Linked DNA regions of Rattus norvegicus: regions 1 and 3 are each linked to region 2. The links are chromatin contacts, called in public Hi-C maps. All regions are on one chromosome and are shown on one strand. The core of a region is the stretch at or near the end of the contact, and the rest is flanking DNA. Distances in the headings are between cores, read along the strand shown. Region 1 overlaps Gmds (GDP-mannose 4, 6-dehydratase). Region 2 holds the start of Foxc1 (forkhead box C1). Region 3 overlaps Gmds (GDP-mannose 4, 6-dehydratase).

Region 1 (3,722 bases), core at 1,203-3,702, 290 kb after region 2:
TATCTGTCTGTGGGTATATGCCCGTGGGTTCAGGTGTCCTCAAACCCCAGGAACCAGAGTTATAGGTGGTTGTAAGCCACCTGACACGAGTGCTGAGAACTGAACTTGGAGCCTCTGCAAAAGCAGTAGACACTCTTAACTGCTGAACCAACTCTCCAGACCCCCTCCTTTTAAAGTAAGATTTTTTTTTATTTAAAAATTATGTTCTAGTGTGCGACACTGTATGTGGGTATGTGCACATGTATACTGGTATCTCCACAGGCCAGAGGCATTGGAATTCCTGAAAATGGAGTCACTAATGAACCTGCTGGACATGAATGCTGGGAGTAAGACTGAAATTGGGTCTTCTGCAAGGTGAACCATTAAATACAATCTAAAATAACTACAGTGTGTACTCTGGCTTCTTATTTACCATGTAAAACTGATTATTCTCTACTACAGGAAAAGTCTACAGGCGAGATCATGCCTGACACAGAAATCTAAGCTGGCTTCTTGGGTGGAAAAGCATATGTGTAAGGCTCTGTTAGTGTACACCTGTGCCATGATATACACTTGAAATTTAGCAAGTATCTTCTAGGGCACCTGGCTTTGTCTGGACAAACTTCATCTATCTCCTGTAGTGTACTCATCCCAGGTCTTCAAGTAGAATTTGCAGAACACCACACTTGGATGCTTCAAAGCCCCTTCAGCAAATCTTGAGCAGGCCATGGAGCTCTATGCTGTTCTTTGCTCTGACTCTTGTCACATCTGACTACTTGGCCCAGATGGAGGGATATAGGACAACAAGAGTTACTGTCTGTAATCACAGAGGTCTTGGAAGGATCCCAAACACCCTGTCCTGGCATATGTGAGGCATGTGTTGGCCACTAATTGCCAACCCCTTTGACTTCATTCATGCCTCTAGTGACTTATGGAGCAATTTTGACAACTAGTCTGAATGGACATTGTCAACATCAGATTGTAAAACTATTTTTATAACAAACCAATAGTTAAATACTGTCAGTGGAGGAGACTGGCAGACAATATGCAAGGCTTCTTCAGTGTTTGAATTGGACAAACCTATGAGACTGACTTGGAAGGAATTTGTTGACTCAATCAGGTAGTCATTAATAAATAAGCAGAATAGTGGATATTATGGGGTACTGGGAAGATACAAATGAAGACTAGCCTGAGGACCAATGAGGAAACAGTAAATCCCTTTGGTAAACTAGGCGAGCAAAAAGAAAAGAGGTCTGTCCTTAAGAAAGATGTTCAAGAGGCAACTCAGGGCTGACCCTGAAATATACTAGAACCTTAAGAAAACATAGTAGTAGGGCACAGTGACAGCTCAAGGAGTTCATGGGGCCCATGGGCACAGCCCCAGTCATGGAAGCAGGAAATTGGGGTAGCTGGAACAGAGCTCCAAACAAGGCACAGGTCCCAGAGCACCACTAACACAGCTGCATTCTAGAAAGATGGCGCAGCCCTAGGTGTGAGAAGACATCCAGGAAAGGGCAGGAGAGGAGCATAGCCTGAGGCTTCGGTTCCATGTCTTAGACCTGGGCTTGAATGGGAAAGAAGGATAGTACCTTACTAGACTTTTGTGAAAATACAATTAAAATTATAAAGTACTTTACGTATTTTACACAGCAAACAGCAGTCAGAAACATTTTCAAGGACATGAAGAGGCTGGGTGAATATTTAAACTTTCAGATCTGGGAAAGGTGTTTTCACTCCTTCCTTATACACACATCCTGATTTGAGAAGGGAGCCCAGGGCTTTAGTTTTCTAGGTAAGCACTATACCACTGAGATAAAACCCCCAACGCCAAAGGGAAATCTTCAAAATCAACTCTTCGAATTGTTCACAAACACAGGAGTAGGAAAGACTTCTCTGCTGCTCATGAATGGCTGCCCAGCTACTTGGGCTGTGCTGAAAACCTCAGGGTTCCTACCTGGGTGAAAACTGTCAGAAAATTTTTTTTTAGTAGACTGTCAACTATCTAAGTCTGACTTCCATAGTTTAGCCTTCTATTCTCAAGTGTATTTTTATTTCCTGCTACATGGAAAGCACAGTGTCAGAAGAACGAATGAGTACCTTTACAATACAATGCTTTGCATGCTGCTGCTGATCTACTAATGCACACAGATAGAGAATAAGGCAGCTCAAACTACTGTCAGCCCTGTCAGAGATATTCTGCTGGGAGAGCCGGCCCCAATCTGACACTCAGGAGAGAGGGAGGGAGGGAAAGGCAAGCAAAGAAGGGGATGAAGAGAGAGAAAAGGAGAAAAGAGCTGAGAGTCAGGAAAAAGAAAGCAGCTAAGGACAGAAATTCAGGATCTAGGAAGTTAGAAGAGTTGCCCGGGAAGTATCAAAGCCACTCTGCTTTCTTTGAACCTCACAGACTTCTAAGATCCCAAGGTCCTGTGCTATATGCACTTAAGCAAGCAAACCTGTAATTCATCAGGGATAAATTTAATAGATGACTCACTGGCCCAAGCCAGTCACGGATGCTGTTTCCCAAAGGCCCTGACAGATAGTCAACCACAAGGAAACTTTCAGCTCCACTGACAAAAGGCAATGGAATTTAAACCACCCTGCCCCTTCTTGAACCTTCTTTGGCTTTGTTTTGTTTTCTTTTGTATTTTATAGATAAGGATCAAATGAAATGAGTTCTGTAAAACTTGTCTTTCCTGTAGAGAGGTGATATCTCCCTCAAACTACATGATTGTACAACTATTAAGTTAATACTGAAGAGGAAGCCTGCTGCTTAGCATGGAGGACTCTGCCTTCGTGACTCTGGCTCTTCAAACACTTCACAGTGGTTCTTACTGCACTTCTGTTGGAGTTGGATAAGAGGAGAATTAGAAGGTCAGTGACAAAACAGGAAAATTTTAAGAGTATTATTATTATTTGTAGCATTGAGTGAAAGGTACATGACTGTGCGATGGTCCCCATTAAAGTCAGTGTGGTATGCTGGAGGCAGAGGTGAAGTAGTTAAGAGCATTTGCTGTTCTTGCAGAGGACTTAGGTTTAGTCCCAGCAACCAAATGGCTCACAACCCATCTGTAACTGGAGTTCTAGGGGAGTTGATGCCCTCTTTTGGTCATCAAAGGCACCAGTCACACACGTGCTACATATATCCATGCAGACAGACAGACAGGCAGACAGACAGACAGACAGACAGACACACACACACACACACACACACACACACACACACACACACACACACACAAATAAATGTTTAAAGTTAATGAAAAGAGGCTTTGAAATCTTACAAGGATAGCCCAGACACCAAAACCAGACCCAGAAACCAAAAACTAAAGATTCAGAAGCGACAGGGCTGAAACCTTTCACAGGCATGAAGCAAGAGTTTAATGAAAGGATGGCAGCTTCTCACAGCACCAGCCTTTTCTCATGGCGGTGACAGGCAGGGCCAAAGGTTTTGTGGGAGAAATCAAATGGAAAAATGCAAATCACAGGACATCAAAAGCGAGAAGTACAATATTCTTTCTGGGTTTAAGGAAAGGCCTGGTGAGATCTTCCTATATTGATGCTCAAACTAAATTTAAAGATACAGTCATTTTCACATAAAGGAGGCATCATGTGATGGAAAATGAACGATGAAAGTACGGAGACCCTAATGTTGGCCTTTCCCTGGAGAATATGAAGTAAATATTCAGGTGCCGTGCACTTGGTGGCTAGAGGTGGGAGGCCACAGTCATCTTTCTGGAATGCCT
Region 2 (3,712 bases), core at 73-2,572:
CCAAGGTGAAAAGTAAGTCACAAACACTTTTTCACAGGCTCTCAAACCCATCTTCAAGTAAAGGACTTGGTGTCCACTCTGTCAGAATTTTTTCTGGACCAGTTGCTGAAATGCAGGGTTGTTTTGCAGTCAGAGGGAGGCCTATCCTCTCAGACCCTCCATTTCCCCCATCTCATCTCTACCCATCCTGTTCCAGTCATCCAGAGGCTGCAGACTTGAGGTCTAATCACGAATTTCAAGGATCATTCAGGGATTATCTATCAGAATCTTTGAGCTGTCTTGTAGGTACAATTCTGAACACTTCCTCCAACTCAGACTCTATGAGGCAGCTGCCCTAGGATGGGCAGAGGCGGAGAGTGGCTTGGGGGAAGCCTTAAGCTCTTGGGCATATTTATCTGACTCTTCTTCATCACAACTGCTAATGTCACCAAGCCCTTTTGAACTTAACTGGCCCTATGAGCCAAAATGTGCTGGTCAGGACAAAGGGACAACGAGTGGTTTGTTGAGGAAACTTTTGGAATCGTCTTAGCCCGAACTCTCTAGTTCCTTTAAGCCCTGGAACGGAACGCTCGTGAACTCCGTGCTCCTCAATGTGGCCTACATAGTCTATCAGTTTTTTTAAAAAAAAAGTCTGAAATTTCTATCCTCTCCGATTACAGCTAGCAGGGAGTGGGGCGAGGCACCGAAATACCATCTTCTTCCTCACTGGAACCCCCGCGGCTGTGACCGAGCCTCTGAAACCTAAAGTCGGACTGGAGAACCTGCGGGTGAAGAGTGGATGGGATGTCAATGTGACCCGCGATAGCAGAGAGAGGGATGTTACGAAAAGGAGAGACCAAGGGATAGGGGGAGGGTTGGGAAGGCCGGAGAAATCCCGGCGCTGGAGACAGCAAGATAGACTAAGGAGTGAGGCAGATCCTGTGCGAAGAGAGACTCGAGGGCTCCGTGGAGGACTGGGAACTGTGGACGCAGGAAGGGTCCTGGGGCCAGTGAGGACTCCGAAAGTCTGCAGTCCCCGAGAACGTCAGGGGGTGAAGGGCAGTGTCTGGCAGTGAGTGGGTGGGTGCGGTAGTAGGACCGACCGCGGGCTGCGGGCAGGGGCGCGGGCGCCGGGCCCGGGCAGCCGGCGCGCGTGTGGTCAGCCCCGCGGTCCTCCAGCAGCCAGGAGCGGGCCGGCGGAGCTCGGCCGCTGGCTCATTCACAGGCGTCTCTCGCCTCCCATTGGCTGCCGCCTCCGTAGTGGGGCGGGGCTCCGCTGCCCGGAAAAAAATGTAACTGCGTAAAAAAGTCCTAGCCTGGGTGACGGATGCTCAAAAGTTCAGAAGTTTTCCCAATGCTTCCTTAAGCGGCCGGCGCAAGAGACTGAGAAAAGGTGACGCGGGGGCCCGGGAAGGCGGCCGGCGCGCTGCCCCCGCCCCTGGTTATTTGGCCGCCTTAGCTAGCAGCCCCGAGCAGTGTCTCCTGGAAGGCGCAGGCAGTGGCGAGCAGGGCGCCTTCTTATTTTTATTTTTTTAATTTTTTTTGAACTTTTGTCTTTTTTTTTTTTTTTTTTTTTGCCCCGACTGCGCCTGGAAGTTGCTCTGAACGTTCCTCCGAGGCGGCTTGCGGAATCCTCGTCCGGCCCTCTCCCGGTTGCAGCGACCCTCCCTCGCCGCCCGCGCGGGAACTGAGTGGGCAGCGAGGCGCCAGGCGAGCGCAGGGAGAGGCCGAGCAGCCCCGGGCGCAAGGAGGCGGCCGCGGCCCGGACAGACGCAGCGCGGCGGGGCCCGCAGCAGCTCGGCGCGGCCGGGACTCGGACTCGGGGGCCGGTGCGGCGCGGCCCGGCCCGAGCGAGGGTGGGGGGCGGCGGACTGCGCCTGGCGGCGGCGAGCCGGGGCCATGCAGGCGCGCTACTCGGTGTCCAGCCCCAACTCCCTGGGAGTGGTGCCCTACCTCGGCGGCGAGCAGAGCTACTATCGCGCTGCCGCGGCGGCGGCCGGGGGCGGCTACACCGCCATGCCGGCCCCTATGAGCGTGTACTCGCACCCTGCTCACGCCGAGCAGTACCCGGGCGGCATGGCGCGCGCCTACGGGCCTTATACGCCGCAGCCGCAGCCCAAGGACATGGTGAAGCCTCCCTACAGCTACATCGCTCTTATCACCATGGCTATCCAGAATGCCCCGGACAAGAAGATCACCCTGAATGGCATCTACCAGTTCATCATGGACCGCTTTCCCTTCTATCGGGACAATAAGCAGGGCTGGCAGAACAGCATACGGCACAACCTCTCGCTTAATGAGTGCTTCGTCAAGGTGCCCCGCGACGACAAGAAGCCAGGCAAGGGCAGCTACTGGACGCTGGACCCGGACTCCTACAACATGTTCGAGAACGGCAGCTTCCTGCGGCGGCGGCGGCGCTTCAAGAAGAAGGACGCGGTGAAGGACAAGGAGGAGAAGGGCCGACTGCACCTCCAGGAACCGCCGCCGCCGCAGGCCGGCCGCCAGCCCGCGCCCGCGCCCCCGGAACAGGCCGAGGGCTCCGCTCCCGGGCCACAGCAGCCACCCGTGCGCATCCAGGACATCAAGACGGAGAACGGTACGTGTCCCTCGCCGCCCCAGCCCCTGTCCCCGGCTGCCGCCCTAGGCAGCGGCAGTGCGGCCACAGTGCCTAAAATCGAGAGTCCCGACAGCAGCAGCAGCAGCCTGTCGAGCGGGAGCAGCCCCCCGGGCAGCCTGCCCTCGGCGCGGCCGCTCAGCCTGGACGCTGCAGAACCCGCGCCGCCGCCACAGCCCGCGCCGCCGCCGCATCACAGCCAGGGCTTCAGCGTGGACAACATCATGACGTCGCTGCGGGGGTCGCCGCAGGGTTCGGCTGCGGAGCTCGGCTCCGGCCTCCTGGCCTCAGCCGCTGCGTCCTCGCGCGCGGGCATCGCGCCCCCGCTGGCGCTGGGCGCCTACTCGCCTGGCCACAGCTCCCTCTACAGCTCCCCCTGCAGCCAGAGCTCCAGTGCGGGCAGCTCGGGCGGCGGCGGCGGCGGCGGCGGCGGAGGTGGCGGCAGCAGCAGCGCAGCGGGTACGGGGGGCGCCGCCACTTACCACTGCAACCTGCAGGCCATGAGCCTGTACGCGGCGGGCGAGCGTGGCGGCCACTTGCAGGGTCCGGCCGGAGGCGGGGGCAGCGCGGCGGTGGACGACCCCCTGCCCGATTACTCGCTGCCCCCAGCGACCAGCAGCAGCTCTTCGTCCCTGAGTCACGGCGGGGGCGGCCAGGAGACCAGCCACCACCCTGCGTCCCACCAAGGCCGACTCACCTCGTGGTACCTGAACCAGGCAGGTGGAGACCTGGGTCACTTGGCGAGCGCAGCGGCGGCTGCTGCGGCCGCGGGCTATCCTGGCCAGCAGCAGAACTTCCACTCGGTGCGGGAAATGTTCGAGTCTCAGCGGATCGGCTTAAACAACTCTCCGGTGAATGGGAATAGTAGCTGTCAGATGGCTTTTCCTGCCAGCCAGTCTCTGTACCGCACGTCGGGGGCTTTCGTCTATGACTGTAGCAAATTCTGACCCTATTCCCGGCACCCTTAGAGCCAAACGGAATGGAACCCCAGAGCAGGAACAGTAAAAGAACCCAGCAATGCAAAATCGAAACTAAAAACTTACAAAATTTAAAACTTGAGAAGATTCATCACACCAGCGAACAGAATCTCTCCTGAAATTCAACTCACCAGCATCAATT
Region 3 (3,462 bases), core at 866-3,365, 430 kb after region 2:
AAAAGGGAAAGAAATAAAGATAACTAAAGATTAGATGAGGAATACAAACTATGGAGTTAAGATGTTGAATAAGAGAAAGTTTGAATGATATATAGTAATGATCTTCACCACTGATAGGGGATTTGAACATTTCCTCTCAAAACTAAAACGAGACTACACCGCAGGCACGGGGGGGGGGGGGGCAGTGATTACAAGAAGAAAGACTGCAATGTGAGAGAAGACGTTACTTTATGAAGACTACCTTATTTTACCACTGGCCAGGGTAATTGATTTCTTTATTGGCCTTTAAGATAAAGTATATAATATAAAGACCTGAGTTCCCATTCAGAGCTTGGCAGTTACCAAATGTATGATTTGAGTGGATGACCTCATTTATAAAAGTGAAAGTCATATTAAATTATTTCTCCTTCATGACAGCCTTATGACTAAATAATTTTCATATGTTTGAAGAATTCATAGCAATTCCACCATGATGTTGTGAGGCAAATGCAATCAACACTGGTCTAGGCTCATTGTGGGGAGAGTCTCACAATACTGTGACTGTAGGAATGATGTAAGGTCATCAAAGAAGCTGTGGAAAAAGTAGACAAATTCCAGAAGCACAACGATAATGCATGCTGAGCAAATAATAAACAAATTTATTCACAAAGAATTTTAATTTTTTAAATTTTTTTCCTAAAACATTTTTTTCTCTTCCAAGATGGGCAGGACCATAAAACTGTATCATTTGTTCCTAATGGGATGATGTCATTATACTAGGTTTAACTGCTTTTAATAACTGGTACATTGCAGTCATCCCTCACTTTCTCCCATGTAAGATCCAATCAGCCTTTCAATGAACTACTTCATGAGTCATAATTTTACTGTTTATGATTCAGAAAAATGTCTTCAGTCAGTATTTCCCAGACTGCTATGGGCTCATTCCAAGAAGCAATTTCATCTTCATTGGTTTCCTACAGGAAGCCAGACCAGCTTCCTATTATTTTATTTTCCTTACTTTTAGCAATACCTTGGCCCACATCAGATTAACTGGAAGTGTGAGTGATAGAGAGTTTATTCTGCACAACATGAGGCCAACACAAACATTGTCCAGTCTAGAAGTCAAGAATTCAAAATTAAACACAAAATGTGCTAATATTAGACCATCTTTCAAAATATTACAAAAAGCATGTTATTTTAAGTTAATCTTACTGAACATATTATACCGGTCAGAAACAAATTTTTATTTAATTTTTTATGAACAGTAAATTTCTTAAAGATATTAACATAATTTACAACAAAGTAATATTTTAATCACTTGATAATAACAAAACATACCAAAATCTGAACCCATAAATGCAGCTTAGAGTGATCAGAGGGCTCTAAGCTCACTGGCTGGCAAGGAAAGCTGAGGACACTCCAGCCTGAGCCAACCCCCTTCTTGGAGTCTGCTACCCACAGCTAACGATCAACTTGCCTTAGCTTACAGCACAGAGATATAAAAAAGTGTGGGTTTTAAAAAACACAGATTGTACTCATGTTTTATCTTGAAATATAAGGAGGATTTTGTAAGGTATGAATCTCCCAGGCTACACACTACCTGGAAAGAGAATTGAGTGTGAAGAAGTGGTGCATACGAGACCCACTCCCGCCTTTTTCAACTATCACAATTCTTGATTGTCGGTGTCATAGTGATTTAAAATCTCACACTGTCATGAACTGGTGATTAGTACGGCTAATTTTCATCTGACTCAGAAGCTGGTACATTGAAAAGACAAAGTCTAAGATGAATGCACTTAAAGCAACTGTACAAATGAACCAAGACACCCAATGTTTCCCAAAGTGTGGCTCCCAGACTAAGCTTAAGGACCAACTGGACACTTCCTAAAAATCAAAGTTCTCACCCTCACTCTGAACTTCAGAAATCAAAGAGTCTGGGAAAGAGGCCTAGCAATTTTGAGGGACACTGACCTAATCTTTACTATGTTGTTCTCTCCTCCTTCCAACAGGAAATTCCTTGAAAAGAATTGACTCATTTTACACTTTCCTTGTAACTCAACTACTAAAACCCCTGTGCTGAATCTGTTTTAGCTCCATCACATCTACTTCAGACCACTTCTTTAAAAAGTACTTAGTCAGATATGGGGTATGGCTGAGTCATAGAGCACGCATCACCATGCATGAGGCCCTGGTTTCCAACCCTAGCAATGCAAAAAGCAAACAAACAGAAATATTACAAGTTGATCTTCAGCCTTACTGCCAAGGCTTTCCTGGTTCTCTATGCTCTTCTTCCTAGAAAGACCTACTTTCTTAACTTCCAACACGTAAGTCCACCCACTGCCCCTTGTCTCCTTGGTTCTTGCTATCCTACTTTGCTTCCCCATACCCTTTATGATGCAAGTTCCCCGCAGGTTTCTATCTTCCTTTCTCCAGCTACCACCTTAAGGAATCTGAGAACTCATTTTACAATATGTTATCTGAGTGTTCTCCAAGTGCTGGTAGTAAAGTCTTTCATAGTTGTCGCATCAACTGACTGGTCTCTGGGCACGAGGGCTTTCCCTCCTCTCCAGAGACCACAGAAGGGTCCACTCATTCCACCAGGTGATCTATTCTATCCTTATCTACTTTACAAAGCCCCACACTCCCATAACATCTATGTCCTTGCAACCTCACCTGTGGATTCCAGCCTCTAATAGTCATGCCTGGAAAAATAGAACAAACACTCCTCTGTAGAAAACAGGATAAACTCTCAAACACAAAAGCCTAAGGCTTTCCTTCATCATGGGGAAACACTGAAAATCCCTAGGAAAATAGCTCCGCCTGCAGAATGTAAAGACCCTCACACTAAGAACAGATAACATACACTGACCAAAAGATTAAGGAACCAAGAGGGTTAAGATGAGCTCTATCATATGTTTAGCATATATGAGGTACTGCTCAACACCAAAAAAAGCAGGAAAAAAGGAAAAAGTAATGAGAAAGATAGGGGGTTAGTGGTTTTGTTTTGTTGCTGTTTTCTAAACAGCATCTAGGCAGGTAAAAAATGTTTTTGTAAATCTTCAGGCCTGTCTTAAAATAAAAAATGGGCTAATCTCAAATTTAGTAGTAGTAGTAGTAGCAGTAGTAGTAATGAGTAGTAATAGTAGCATGCAGCAGCAGCAGCAGTAGTAAATATGGACAATTATTTGTTTTTTCTGTTAAGACATATTTAATTTAAGTGAATGAGTTTTTTGCCCCTGGTGCCTCAGGACGTAAGAGGGTGTTAAATTCCCTGAGACTGAAGCTACAAGTGTTTGTGCGTTATCATGTGGGTGCTGGATGCCATATCCAAGTCCTCCCTCTTCAAAAGCAGTCAGTGCTCTTACCTGCTAAGTACAAAGACTTGGCAACCCAAGGACTGACTCTCAATTTTCAAATTTTGCTGTTTTATGACTAGGTTTATTCCATTGTTCATTAGACTTGGGCCCTAATTCCAGCCTTAAG

Evidence for each region. A called contact is a pair of places that touch in the nucleus more often than the background predicts.
Region 1: a contact with region 2 is called in a Hi-C map of the A7r5 cell line, with 6 times the contacts expected there. The contact joins the enhancer-like site here to the promoter of Foxc1 in region 2. A contact is called at or near these places in 3 of 12 Hi-C or Micro-C datasets (the A7r5 cell line, the Rat2 cell line and mammary epithelial cells).
Region 3: a contact with region 2 is called in a Hi-C map of the A7r5 cell line, with 4 times the contacts expected there. The contact joins the enhancer-like site here to the promoter of Foxc1 in region 2. A contact is called at or near these places in 12 of 12 Hi-C or Micro-C datasets (the A7r5 cell line, the Rat2 cell line, Schwann cells and 7 more) and 1 of 1 datasets of contacts at active chromatin or transcription factors (oligodendrocytes).

What each region holds. Positions count from the first base shown.
Region 1 is chr17:32,556,416-32,560,137 of GRCr8, reverse strand. All of the region lies in intron 7 of Gmds (GDP-mannose 4, 6-dehydratase), which reads right to left. Among named protein-coding and RNA genes, the nearest start is that of Gmds, 250 kb to the right of the region's middle. Within about 2 kb of position 2,452, at least 7 of the 93 cell types and tissues checked have an H3K27ac peak or open chromatin away from gene starts, as enhancers often do. A contact at or near this core is called in the A7r5 cell line, where this site is marked.
Region 2 is chr17:32,841,710-32,845,421 of GRCr8, reverse strand. It overlaps Foxc1 (forkhead box C1), which reads left to right and starts at 1,322. Exons shown (of 1, transcript NM_134338.2): 1 at 1,322-3,712. The coding sequence starts at 1,879. The coding sequence ends at 3,540.
Region 3 is chr17:32,411,349-32,414,810 of GRCr8, reverse strand. All of the region lies in intron 4 of Gmds (GDP-mannose 4, 6-dehydratase), which reads right to left. Among named protein-coding and RNA genes, the nearest start is that of Gmds, 110 kb to the right of the region's middle. Within about 2 kb of position 2,115, at least 5 of the 93 cell types and tissues checked have an H3K27ac peak or open chromatin away from gene starts, as enhancers often do. A contact at or near this core is called in the A7r5 cell line, where this site is marked.